Linked DNA regions of Pan troglodytes: region 2 is linked to region 1. A link is a contact called in public HiChIP or PLAC-seq data. All regions are on one chromosome and are shown on one strand. The core of a region is the stretch at or near the end of the contact, and the rest is flanking DNA. Distances in the headings are between cores, read along the strand shown.

What was found. HiChIP or PLAC-seq counts read pairs in DNA pulled down with a chosen protein or histone mark.
Region 2: a contact with region 1 is called in an H3K4me3 HiChIP or PLAC-seq map of stem cell-derived excitatory neurons, with 6 times the contacts expected there. The contact joins the promoter of ZNF570 here to the promoter of ZNF567 in region 1. A contact is called at or near these places in 1 of 7 Hi-C or Micro-C datasets (stem cell-derived neural progenitor cells) and 1 of 1 datasets of contacts at active chromatin or transcription factors (stem cell-derived excitatory neurons).

Annotation. Positions count from the first base shown.
Region 1 is chr20:40,003,418-40,010,154 of NHGRI_mPanTro3-v2.0_pri, forward strand. ZNF567 (zinc finger protein 567) reads right to left here and starts at 4,726. Exons shown (of 5, transcript XM_063801553.1): 1 at 4,416-4,726. ZNF461 (zinc finger protein 461) reads left to right here and starts at 4,778. Exons shown (of 7, transcript XM_001164894.7): 1 at 4,778-4,927.
Region 2 is chr20:40,526,734-40,532,996 of NHGRI_mPanTro3-v2.0_pri, forward strand. ZNF570 (zinc finger protein 570) reads left to right here and starts at 4,981. Exons shown (of 4, transcript XM_016935814.4): 1 at 4,981-5,511. It overlaps ZNF569 (zinc finger protein 569), which reads right to left and starts at 5,021. Exons shown (of 6, transcript XM_063801609.1): 1 at 4,935-5,021; 2 at 1,249-1,409.

The DNA of each region.
Region 1 (6,737 bases), core at 3,476-5,975:
CTTAGGCCTGATCACATTTATACCACTTAAATTTTATGATGGAGTACTGCTGTGTACACTCAATTTAATGACTTGGTGGGTCAGGTAACACCCATTTCATGATGGGTAGTGCAGGTTGCATGGTAACTTTGTGGCCCATGATTAAATGTTCAGTCTCTACTAAGGTCCAGTAGGAGGCCAAAAGCTGCCTCTGAAGAGTCGTTTTCTAAAAAGGAAAATAGGGCTTTGCTCCAAAATCCTCAGGGCCTGCACTGTGATTCCTCTGCTGGGCCCTGCCAAAGGCTCCAAACAGCATCCCTCTCTGCTACTGACACTTGATCCAACATTAGATTTGTTGGATCATGTGGCCCAAGTGGCACATCAGCTTGCACAGCAGCCTGGTCCTGTTGGGGAGTTTTCCTTTGTTCTGGGCCCCACTGTAAACTAACAGCTTTTTGGATCACTTGGTAAATGGCCAGCAGAATAACACATCCAAATGAGGAATGTGTTGCCTCCAAAATCCGAAGAGACCCCCTTTGCATTGTGTCTCCTTTTTGACTGTAGGAGGAGCCAGATGGAACAATTTATACTTCATCTTAGAAGGGATATCTCACCATGCTCCACACCACCGGACCTCTGGGAATTTCAGTGAGGTAGAAGGCCCCTGATTTCTTGTTGGATTTATTTCCATCCTCTGACATGCAATGTCTTAACAATAAATCTAGAGTACTTGCTACTTCTTGTTCACTAGGTCGAATCAGTGTAATGTCATCAATGTAATGGATCAGTGCAGTATCTTTTGTTTATTGTTTGTTTGTTTTGAGACAGAGTCTTGCTCTGTCGCCAAGGCTGGAGTGCAGTGGTGCGATCTCAGCTCACTGCAACCTCTGCCTCCTGGGTTCAAGCAATTCTTCTGCCTCAGCCTCCCGAGTAGCTGGGATTACAGGTGCATGCCACCATGTTCAGCTAATTTTTGTATTTTTAATAGAGACAGGGTTTTGCCATGTTGGCCAGGCTGGTCTGGAACTGCTGACCTCAGATGATCCACATGCCTCGGCCTCCCAAAGTGCTGGGATTACAGGCGTGAGCCACCATGCCCGGCCCAGTGCAGTATCTCGTGGAAGGAAAAGGCAATTGAGATCCCTGTGAACTAACTTACGATATGTGTCTGGAGAGCTGATACACTCCTGAGGCAGCACAGTGAAAGCGTATTACTGGCCTTACCAATTGAAAGCAAGCTATTTATGGTGGTTTTAAATAACAAGGATGGAGAAAAAAGCATTTGCCAGCTCAGTAGCTACACATCAGGTAGCAGAGGATGTGTTAATATCCTTAAGCAACAAAACCACATTTGGTACAGCAGCTACAACTGGAGTCACCACCTGGTTAAGCTTATGATAATCCAGTGTCATTCTTCAAGACCCATTTGTCTTCTGCAGGGCCAAATAGGCAAGTTGAATGGTGATGGGGTGGGAATCCATTACTATTATTTTGTAAATAGTAAATTTTTACTATTTACAAAAATAGTAAAAAAAATTACAATTTTTCTAGGTGGAGACAGTTTTAGTAGCTTCCACCTGGCCTCTCCCACCATAACAGCCCTCAGTCCACAGGTCAGGTAATCAGTGTGGGGATTCTGCCGGTTACTAAGTAGATTTAGTCCAATTATGTGTATGGTATTGGGGATACAACCACAGAATGCTTCTGGGACTTGCTGTGCCCATTGTGAGATAGACCTGAGCTAAAACTCCATTCATCACCTAACTGCCATAAGCCCCTACTCTGACTGGTAGATCACAGTGATGTTTTGGGTCTCCTGGAATTAAGGTCAGTTCAGAGCCAGTGTCTAATTTAAAACAATTTAATAAAAATGAAACAATAATTTATTGTGATAAAGAATGCAAAATGGCCATGAAAGAACATTTCAAAGAAAATATCTGTTACAAGGTAACTATCTGGGAAGATGGCTGATATTCTTTGATGGAAGTTAAATAGATAGGAAATCTACTAAAGCGTTAATTGATTTGTGTAAGTGGAAGACTTCTAGGTCAAGTGAACAAAAGCATAACTTGATTCATAAAGACAGAAAGTCAGTGTCCCTCAATGAATACCCAGACTTGAGCCAGTGAAGAGACCCAGAAGCCCTTGAACGAAGGGGAGGCCAGGTCCCCTTAAGGAAGAGCACCAGTATACTTCCAGAAATTTATACTGTTAATCTTTCTCCCAGTCTTCCAAAAGGGACCTATGGCTTTTATTAGAGTGACTGTGCAGAGACCAACACTGAGTCCCAACATGGCACCATTCTCTGGTGGCAGGTTGGTTACATCGGACTGCTTTTTTCTCACTGAAATAGACACTATGGATATGGATTTGCCTTCCTTATACAAAGTGCTGCCACCAAACTACCCTGAAAAGTAATCCCTGAAAGGTCTGATTATTTATTTTCCCCATTGTAACGTATCCATGGGTCCCAGATACCTGCATTCTCTTATGTAGTTACTACATTCATATAACTTTGCAATCTTTCATTCGGATTTTAATTCATGTCACATTCAAACACACCAAATCTCACATGATCTCCAACTCAATCATAATCCTTTAAAACATACACATCAACCTCAAAGCCACAACAGTCTAATCACGTACCCCTTCACTGTCATACAATTCATCTAGAGACTTGAGCATATTCGCAAACCACTTTCACATAGTCATCCCTCAGTGTCCCTCCAGGACCCCTCCCTACCAACATACACAGATGCTCAAGTCCCTTATATAAAATGCACACAGTATTTGCATATAATCTATGGAAATCCTCCCATATTCTTTAAACCCTCTCTAGATTACTTATAACACCTAATAACCATGTAAATACTATGTACATAGTTGTTATATTCTATTTTTTAGGGCATGATGACAAGAAAAAAAAGCCTGTACAAGTTCAGTACAGATGCAAACATCAACTTCTTTTCCCAGATATTTTCAACTGAAGGTTTGTTGAATCCACGATGCAAGACCCATGGATAGGGAGGGCCAGCTGTACGTCACATATTTCACTCTACTTTCTCTCTCACTGACAGTTTCAAGTGCAAACCATCTCACATACATGAATGAGAATCAGACACAAGCAGAATCACTTGTTCTCAAACAAGCACCATTTCCTCATATTACACTTGGTGATGGAGTTACTGGTCTCTCAGCAAGGTTAAAAATCCTTACCATGGATCTGTCCCTTCTGGCAGATAACATGTGCCAGCTTCCACTCCTCTAAGTCGGCTCTGGACTCTCACACACAAACATACACAGTCACCTCACACCGCTCCTATGCATACATCTAAGATTCAGGACGCCCTGGTCCAGAGATCTGTCATTCATCCATCTCAGACCTTCCTGGTCGCAACCAGCTTCTTCACTTCTCAGGGGCCGCCACAGTCACACTAGTCCTCTAATCATGGGTGGACCCAGCGCAAAAAGCCTCACACAGAATGTCACACGATCCCTGTGCACGTGGCTGCGCTCCTGCAAACGTGGCAATCACACGGGTCCAGGTGGCCTCTCACATTTAAGCCACATCACGTATCACCCCCACAGGGGCCACTGCGGGAGTGGCGGCGCTCGCCGCATGAACCTCACGCGGGCATATAGAACAGCCATTCTCAAAAAGCCTCAAAACCGTTTCACCACCCAGCGCGGTGGCTCACACCTGTCATCCAATACTTTGGCCACCGAGACGGGAGGATCGCTTGAGCCCAGGAGTTCGAGACCACCAGCCTGGGCAACATAGCGAGACCCTGTCTTTACCAAAAAAATAAAAATAAAATAAATCGTTTTGGCCTGACCCGGTGGCTCACGCCTGCAATCCCAGCACTTTGGGAGGTGGATGCGGGAGGAGCTGAGGAGGTGGAGACTGCAGTGAGCTAGGATCGCGCCACCGCACTCAGCCCGGGCAACAGGGCATGAAGACCCTGTCTCAAAAAGAAAAAAAAAAAAGTTGAGTGAAATATATGACGTACAGTTTTTTTTATTGTTGTTGTTGTTTGTTTTTTCTTGCCCGGGCAACAGGGCAAGAAGACTCTGTCTCTAAATAAATAAATAAATAAATTGAGTCAAATATATGACATACAGTTTTGTTTGTTTGTTTGAGAAGGAGTTGCTCTTGTTGCCCAGGCTGGAGTGCAATGGCGCGACCTCGGCTCACCGCAACCTCTGCCTCCCGGGTTCAAGCGATTCTCCTGCCTCAGCCTCCCGAGTAGCTGGGATTACAGGCATGCGCCATCACGCCCGGCTAATTTTGTATTTTTAGTAGAGACGGGGTTTCTCCATGTTGGTCAGGCTGGTCTCGGTGATCCGCCCGCCTTGGCGTGAGCCACCGCGCCCGGCCAAAAAAAAAATTTTTTTTAAATCGTTTCACATACAAATCTCACGCGCTACACCCTCACCGTCAGTTCATATCCACCTTCTCCTCCGGAGTCACCTTCGGACACGCACACAACAAAACACCTTTCTCACCACAACTCCACAAAGGGAAGCCGGGTTAGTCCGCGCCCGCCGAAAATTATCTTCAGCCACAGCCGGCGGAGGCCGCCTTGAGGGGTTCGGGACAGCCTCTGTGCCTATTCCGAAATCCGTCCTCAGCGGAACCCGAAGTCCAGAATCCGAAAACGAACATTAACAGGTTGGCGTCACTCCAGCCTCGGGTGAAACTGCGCAAGTGCACCCCGGAGCCCGGCGGAACACACCCGCTCCAGCCCAGGCGCTCTCCCCTCGGACTGCATTTCCCAGAGGACACTGCTGTCCACAGCTACTTCCGGTAGGAGCCTCGCAGGAATGGTCTCCGGGTAGAGGCAGGTAAGGATGTCCCGGGCCGGTGGAGAAGGCAGAGCTGGGCGTGTGGCTTCGCTTGGAATCCGAATCAGAGCTTGGACCAGAGCCTTCCCTGAGGATGCTGAAGGTAAGAAATCCTGGCTCACCAGTGCCGCGGAAGGGGAATGTCTATAGTTTAGGCCTCTGAGTGCGGGATCAGCCCTTAGGTGGGTGTGTTTTGAATGCGTGAGGAAGTAGGGTTTATCTTTGGGCTGTGTGTTACTGTTGGGACAGCGACCTGGTGCGTGGGTGTGCTTTAGTGACAGTGTGATTGTGTGCCTGATCATTTGTGTAAATGGGGTTTGTAGGTGACTGTGACCATGATTGTGAATGGCTATTTGTGTAAATCTCATTTATTTACGTGAAAGAAAAAGCACATTTACAGGCCGGGAGCGGTGGCTCACCCCTGTAATCCCAGCACTTTGGGAGCCCGAAGCGGGTGGATGCCCTGATATCGGGAGTTCGATACCAGCCTGGCCAACGTGGAGAAACCCCACCTCTACTAAAAATACAAAATTAGCCGGGTGTGGTGGTGCATGTCTGTAATTCCAGCTCCTTGGGAGGCTGAGTGAGGCAGGAGAATCGCTTGAACCCGGGAGGCGGAGGTTGCTGTGAGCCGAGATCGCGCCATTGCACTCCAGCCTGGGCAACAAGAGTGAAATGAAACTGTCTCAAAAAAAAAATTCACGTTATCCTCAGGCTCACACGATCAGGCAGAGAGCTTCCACTCCTCTCAGTCAACTCTGGTCTCTCATACACAGACACACGCACATTCACCTCACCCCGCTCCTGTGCACACATCTAAGGCTCAGGACGCCCCACTCCAGAGATCTGTCATTCATCCATCTCTCATCCTCCTGACTACTTGAGGAGTTAGCTGTAGATTTACACACAAAACACAAGCGAAAATCACATTGCTACCCCGCATTTATCATTACAGCCTCAGAAAAACACCACATATGTAGTATGCTTATGTACCTATGTGTTTGATTTTTTTTTCCTGAGATTTGGCCACAATACACATTGTTCTGCAACTTCCTTTTTTTTTTTTTTTTTTTTTTTTTTTTTTTTTTGGGACGGAGTTTCTCTCTTTCACCGTGGCTGGAGTGCGGTGGCGCGATCTCGGCTCACTGCAACCTCCGCCTTCGGGTTTCAAGCAGTTCTCCTGCCTCAGCCTCACGAGTAGCTGGGATTACAGGCATCCGCCACCACACCCAGCTAATTTTTGTATTTTTAGTAGAGACGGGATTTCACCATGTTGGCCAGGCTGGTCTTGAGCCCCTGACCTCGTGATCCGCCCGCATCTGCTTCCCAAAGTGTTGGGATTACAGGCGTGAGCCACCGTGCCCGGCCTCTGCAACTTCTTACTAAAAGATATTTATGTCCTTTTGTCTGTATTCAAAGACAAACTTAAGAATATTTTTCAGGATGTTTGCAGGTATGATTCTTCTTTAATTCTTACAGCACTGTACTTCAAACTAAAGACTCAAGAATTTATTTTGGTCTGCAAATTTTTGTTCTATTTATTTTTTCTCTTCCATCTGTGTTGTTTCAGCCTCTATTTTTGAAATTTCTGTTACACATACATTGGGTCTTTTGGGTCTGTTTTCTGTTTCCCTAATCTTTTCTCATAATGTTCATTACCTTTTCTTTTTCCTCTTAATTCAGTGAAAATCTACCCAGTGCAGTTCTCAGCACCCTGATCCTGGCTTCGATTTCATCATAGTATTGGGACAATGGGCTGGCCTAACTATCCCTTCTGCTGAAGAGCGTGATCCTTGCTTTTCTTGAGTCTATCCTGCTGTAGCTGAGTTTCCTCATGGTTTTGAGTAAAGCTAGGATTTGTCCAAATTCCCACTAATAATTTATGTATGTATGTATCAGGTCTGGGAATAGGA
Region 2 (6,263 bases), core at 3,731-6,230, 520 kb after region 1:
GTACGGTGTTTATAGTCAACAGTAGTGTACACTAATGTCCTAACCCTTCATATTCACTCACCACCACACACACACACAAAATATATATATATATATATATATATAGGTATACCAATTTTAATCATATTTATTTATTTATTTTTGAGACAGAGTCTCACTCTGTTGCCCAGGATGGAGTACAGTGGCGCAATCTTAGCTCAATGCAAGCTCCACCTCCCGGGTTCAAGCAATTCTCCTGCCTCAGCCTCCCAAGTAGCTGGGACTACAGGCGTGTGCTACCACGCCTGGCTAATTTTTTGTATTTTTAGTAGAGATGGGGTTTCACCGTGTTAGCCAGGATGGTCTCGATCTCCTGACCTCGTGATCCGCCCACCTTGGCCTCCCAAACTGCTGGGATTCCACTGCGCCTGGCCCATTTTTAATCTTTTTATACTGCATTTTCACTGTATCTTTTCTGTGTTTAGATATGTTTAGATACACAAAGTCTTACCACTGTGTTACAGTTGCCTATGGTAGTCAGTACAGTAACATGCTGTACAGGTTTGTAGCCTGGGAACAATAGGCTGTGCCATATAGTCTAGGTTTGCAGGAGGCTATACCATCTAGGTTGTGTAAGTATACTCCATGATGTTCATACAAGGACAAAATTGTCTAACCATGCATTTTTCAGAATGTATCCCCATCATTAAGCAACACAATTGTAGCTTCCTAATTGGTCTCTGTGCTTCTTCCCTTGACCTCCCTGCTCTTTCCTCATTCGTCCTCCCATAGGCCATTCTCATCAGAGCAGCCAAAGCTGTCTTCTTAAATTGTAAGCAGATAGTATCACTTCCATGCTCAAAAACCCTCCAGCAGCTTCCCATCTCACTCAGAGGAAAAGCCAAAATTAATACTACAGGCCATAAAGCCCAATTTGATCTGCCCTCCTCCCATCCACTTACCTTTCTTCTCTTCTCTCCCACTACTCTCCCCTTCAATTATTCTATTTTAGCCTCTTCATTAACAGGCATGTTGCCACTTCAGAGCCTTTACAACTGCTGTTCCCTCTGCCTGGAATAACTTTTCTCACTTACGCATAAATAGCTCCTTTACTTCCTTCATATCTTTATTACTACCTTTTCAGGATGCCTTCCCTGGCGAGCCCATCTAAAACTCAGACTCCTATCTCTAGTTCTAAATATCCTCTCACTTCACATTTTTTCTTAGTATTCTTCACCATTTAAAATACTTCATACTTAATTTACTTACCTTGTTTATTATCCAGCCCACAAAAATGTAAGTACCATGATAGTAGGGGGTTTGTCTCTTGTTCACTGCTATATCCTAAGCACCTAGGATTGTGCCTGTTACACAGACAGCCTTCAATAAATGAGTCTATGAATGAATGAATCCTTAATATATGAAGAACTCTGGAAAAGAAATTTGAAAACAGAACACTACTTTAGAAAACATATAATTTACAAAAGATTTTTTTAAATGCTTGACTTCAATAAGTAATGAAACAATTGCTTTAGAGCAAATTAATTTATATCCATGAGGTTAACAAAGATTACTACTATTTAGAATATCCATTGTTATCAACAGTGTATGAGGATATAAGCAGTCTTATACTATGCCAATAATACTGCAGATTATTGGAACTTTACAGAATAATTGGATAGGTTCTGGGAACCTTTAATAAAAGCATACATTTTAACCTATCAATTCTACTTTTAGGAGTCTGCTCCCCCTCCAAAAAAATTTAGAAAAGTGTATTTAAACACGTGCCAAATAGTTGCTGATAAACACAGTTTATAATTTCAAGAAGCTACAGAGAACTAAATCACCCATCAACAGGGGTAAACGTATACCATGAAATACTTTAAAATGATGGCATAATTTGTGATTGTTTAAATGGAAAGATACTAATCATATATTGTTAAATAAGAAAGGTTGGTTACAGAGCTGTATGTATAGTGTGACTGCAATTTTGAAGCCATTATGCACACATATAGAACATATGAATGTATACGTATGTATTCACAAAGGCGGGGGTGAAAAGATGGAAAGTAAATTTTGACAGTAGTTGCATGGCCTGTAGAACTATGAATGATTTTTGTTCTTCGAGCTTTTCTGTATTTTTCTCCACCCCACTCCACTCCCCAAATGGGGTGGAGTAGGGAAGGAGGAGAATGAGTTTAGTAAGTACACAAAACAACGTAGCTAATACACGAAAATAAAATTAAAAATAAATAAATATTAAAGTGTTGGGGATATCGATGTTTCATATAAAAACATATTTCCGGCCGGGCGCGGTGGCTTACGACTGTAATCTCAGCACTTTGGGAGGCCGAGGCGGGTGGATCACCTGAGGTCAGTTCTTCGAGACCAGCCTGACCCACATGGAGAAACCCCGTCTCTACTAAAAATACAAAATTAGCCAGGCGTGGTGGTGGGCGCCTGTAATCCCAGCTACTCGGGAGGCTGAGGGAGGAGAATCGCTTCTTCCCGGGAGGCGGAGGTTGCGGTGAGCCAAGATCGCGCCATTGCCCTCCAGCAGCCTGGGCAACGAGAGCGAAACTCCATCTCAAAAACAAAACAAAAACAAAAAAACAACGTATTTCCAATGACCAAAGCTAAACACATGCAGCGCTGGCACAAACGCCAAGTCTCACACATCTACACCCACAAGCACACCCTACCTTGTATCCACAGTTTTTCATTCATTCAAGATCCCACTGTCATGCACGTTTGCACGCAGGTTCATACTGAAAGATAAAAGGGAAAGCGCCTCCACGAAATCCGCTTACGGACACGATCCCGGGGCCACACTCAGCCAGACAAATGTCTGGCAAATGACAGTCACTTCACGCCAGACTCTCACAGTCCTTCACACGCCACTCCCACTGCCTCAGGGAACCACAAGCACAGGCATCGCCCCGCCCGGCGTCCTCCTCCAAAGATTGGGGCACCAGGTCCGCGGGTCCCCACTCCCACCCAGCACAAAGAGTCCGGCGCTCAGAGCTAGCGGTTTCCCGAGGACTCACCACCGAGCCCGCGGACACAGGCCCCGATTCCACACTTAACGCTGCCAAAGTGGCACAGCCGGCGCGGGCTGGGACAGAGGCGGCACTGAGGCCGGCGCTGTCGGTGGCTGAGAGCGCCACAAGTCTCGGTCCGTTACACCAGGGGCGACGCTTCCCAGAGGCCCCCGCGGCTCACCCGGGCGGGACTGGCTTCACTGTTTGCGCGTCCTGAGAAGCAGACCACGGTGTTCCAGGGCTCACAGCTCCGCGCAGGGGAGCTCAGCCTAGGTTTTGCACGAGCGGCCTCCCGCGAGCCCAGCTCTGAGAGATTGGGAGCGCAACTTGGTGCTGAGAAGAATCGAATCGTTCCGCTGCTTCCTGCGCCGAACTACATTTCCCAGAGGCCTTCGCGGCCCTACTTCCCCCGACCCCACCTGCAAAAAGGCACTTCCTTCTTACAGTCGGCTGGAGCTGCAGGTTCGCAAGGTCCGTGAAGGAAGCCCGGCTCAGTCTGTTTAGTTCCGTCTTTTTGGGTCTCTACCTGAGGCTAGAATACAGCGGGGTGAAGGTGGTGAGAGCTCCAGGGCCAGTGAAGGCCGGGTCAGCTGGAGCCTTAAGGTCCTGACAGCGGCTAAAAGAGGGAGGAGTGACGTAGTGTGACTGTATGTGTGAAACTTCGGCCATGGAATTTGGAGTGGGGTTTCCAGGGCGAGAGACCCTGTCCAGTGACATCTGAGGTCATGCGAATATGCGACCTTTTGTGTGACCATGGTCGCGTTTTATATTCTCGTGGCTGTTTGATTCTGACCTTGCAGTTTTGTCAGAGACAATGTGCATGTATTTGTTCTTTCTGGACTTCTCGATTGTGAGTGTGACAGTGTTATTGGATTTCATGACCCGGGATCGTGAGCGAAAAGTAGTGTGGCCAGACCGCCTAACTTCTAAACAGACTTGGCCTTACTAGCTGTGTCATCTCAGACTAGGTACTTAACTTCTCTATGCCTTTCATTTTGTTTTTTTTTGTTTTTGTTTTTGTTTTTGTTTTTTTTTGAGGCAGAGCCTCACTTTGTTGCCCATGCTGGAGAGTGCAGCGGCGCGATGTTGGCTCACTGCAGCCTCGAACTCCCGGGCTCAAGCGATTCTCTGCCTCGGCCTTCCGAGTAACTGGGACCACAATCAAGGGACACCCCGCCCGGCTGATTTTTGTTTGTTTGTTAGTAGAGATGAGGTCTCGCTATGTTGCCCAGGCTGCTCTCGAACTCCTGAGCTCAAGCGATCCTCCCGCCTGGGCCTCAAAAAGTGCTGGGATTACAGGCATGAGCCGCACGGGGCCGGTCTTAATACCTTTAATAAGGAGATAATAGGCCGGACGCGGTGGCTCACGCCTGTGATCCCAGCACTTTGGGTGGGCAAAGCGGACGGATCATTTGAGGTCACGAGGTTTTTGTTTGTTTGTTTTTTAAGACGGAGTCTTGCTCTGTCGCTCAGGCTGGAGTGCAGTGGCGCGATCTCGGCTCACTGCAACCTCCGCCTCCTTTCGCCTCCCAGGTTCAGGCAATTTTTCTGCCTCAGCCTCCTGAGTAGCTGGGACTTAAGGCGCGTGCCACCACGCCCGGCTAATTTTTTTGTATTTTTAGTAGAGACGGGGTTTCACCATGTTGGTCAGGCTGGTCTCGAACTCCTGACCTCGTGATCTGCCCACCTTGGCCTTCCAAAGTGCTGGGATTACAGGCGTGAGCCACCGTGCCAGGCTGACGGTAGCGGGTGGGAGACTGCCAGGAGTGTAGTGCGCTTGCGCAGTTTACCACCCTGCATCCCCCCCCACCCCGCTCCCCTCCCAACTTTTCTCGGGTATCCAGCACAATTCTAGGAATTCGCCTCCCACCCATTTTGAGTAGACGCGCCACTAGCGCGTTCCCACGCACAAACCTTTTCCCTGCGGCCAACCTGCGGTTCTCAACTCCCCGCCCTGGTTGCTAAGGGAGGCGCGCGGAGCGCTTGTGCCTGCGCACTTCCACACCAGCCCGTGTAGTGTGACGCTGGGCCCCGTCCCTATGACCGGGCCAGGCTCGGAGCTGCAGGGAATCCGGACTTTCGGGCTCTCTGGAAGGCCGGGGAGAGGCCAGTGTGGGAGGACCTGGTGGGGAGGAGGCCGTGTTACAAACCCTGCGCGGAGCTGCACCGCTGCTGCCAGACACTGCGACGCCGCGACCTTTTCTACTCCGGACTACGTTTCCCAGCGGACCCCGCGGGAGTTGGGCCGGCGGCCCCTTTGTGTCCTCCGGGGGCGGAGGCAGCTGAGGCGCTTCTTTCCGGGCCCGTAGGGGCTGGGTTCCATCCAACTAAGGGTAGCGGTGAGACCCGAGTGCAGATTCCCCAAGCCTTCGGGGCAGGAAGGGGATCTTCCACCAGTTCTGTTCTGCAGGTCGGGAGTGGGCTGAGGAGTGGCGTGTGGGTCTCCGGAAGCTCGTCCCAGGCCATCTGTGTGACTCCGGTGCGAGTGGAGGTTGGTACCGTTCAGTGCGAGGCTGTCACCCCGTGTGCCTGTCCACGTCCTGTGTGACTGGGTGCGAGGAAGTCAATGGCACCGTGGAATGTGAGGCTGTGAGTTGAGGCGGGAGCGGGCGACTGTTCGCTGCACCTTGTTGGGCCGATACCCGCGGCCTCTTTGTGACTGGGTTGTGAGATTGTCGCTTGTGATAGATACCCTGGTGTCTGAGCCTTGCCGGTATGGGAAAGGGTGCCCGTGTGAGGCAGTCCATACCCATGGCCTCTGACTGTGGCTTGGGTAAGACGGTGGTTGGCACTGTAGTTTTTCAGACTCTGATTATGTGGGGGATTGAGTGAGAGACTGTGTGCCACGGAGAGGCTTTTAAAGCCAGCCCAAGTCATATCAATGTGCCACCAAGTTTCAGAATCACTGATTTATTGGAGAGGAGGATTGTGGGGTCAGGTCCTCTTTTATTTGATCTTGGTGCTCTTATTTGTTAGTTCTGTGTCTTTATGTGAAAACTTACATTCCTCTGAGTCTGTATTTGTAAAGCCTAGAACATCTGTTGTTAACCTAAGGAATTGGGAAATGATTTAGGCATCAGTTAAATTGTATGCAAACAAATTCCTAGGTCTCCATTATGCTCTCTCTATTGGAGGGAAGGTTGCAAGAGGAGGAAAGAGAATCCTAAAAAGTCTAGACTGGTGATTCTGGATGCTGCAAGAAAAGTCTAGTTTCTCATGTTCTTTTCCCCATCTCAGTCATCT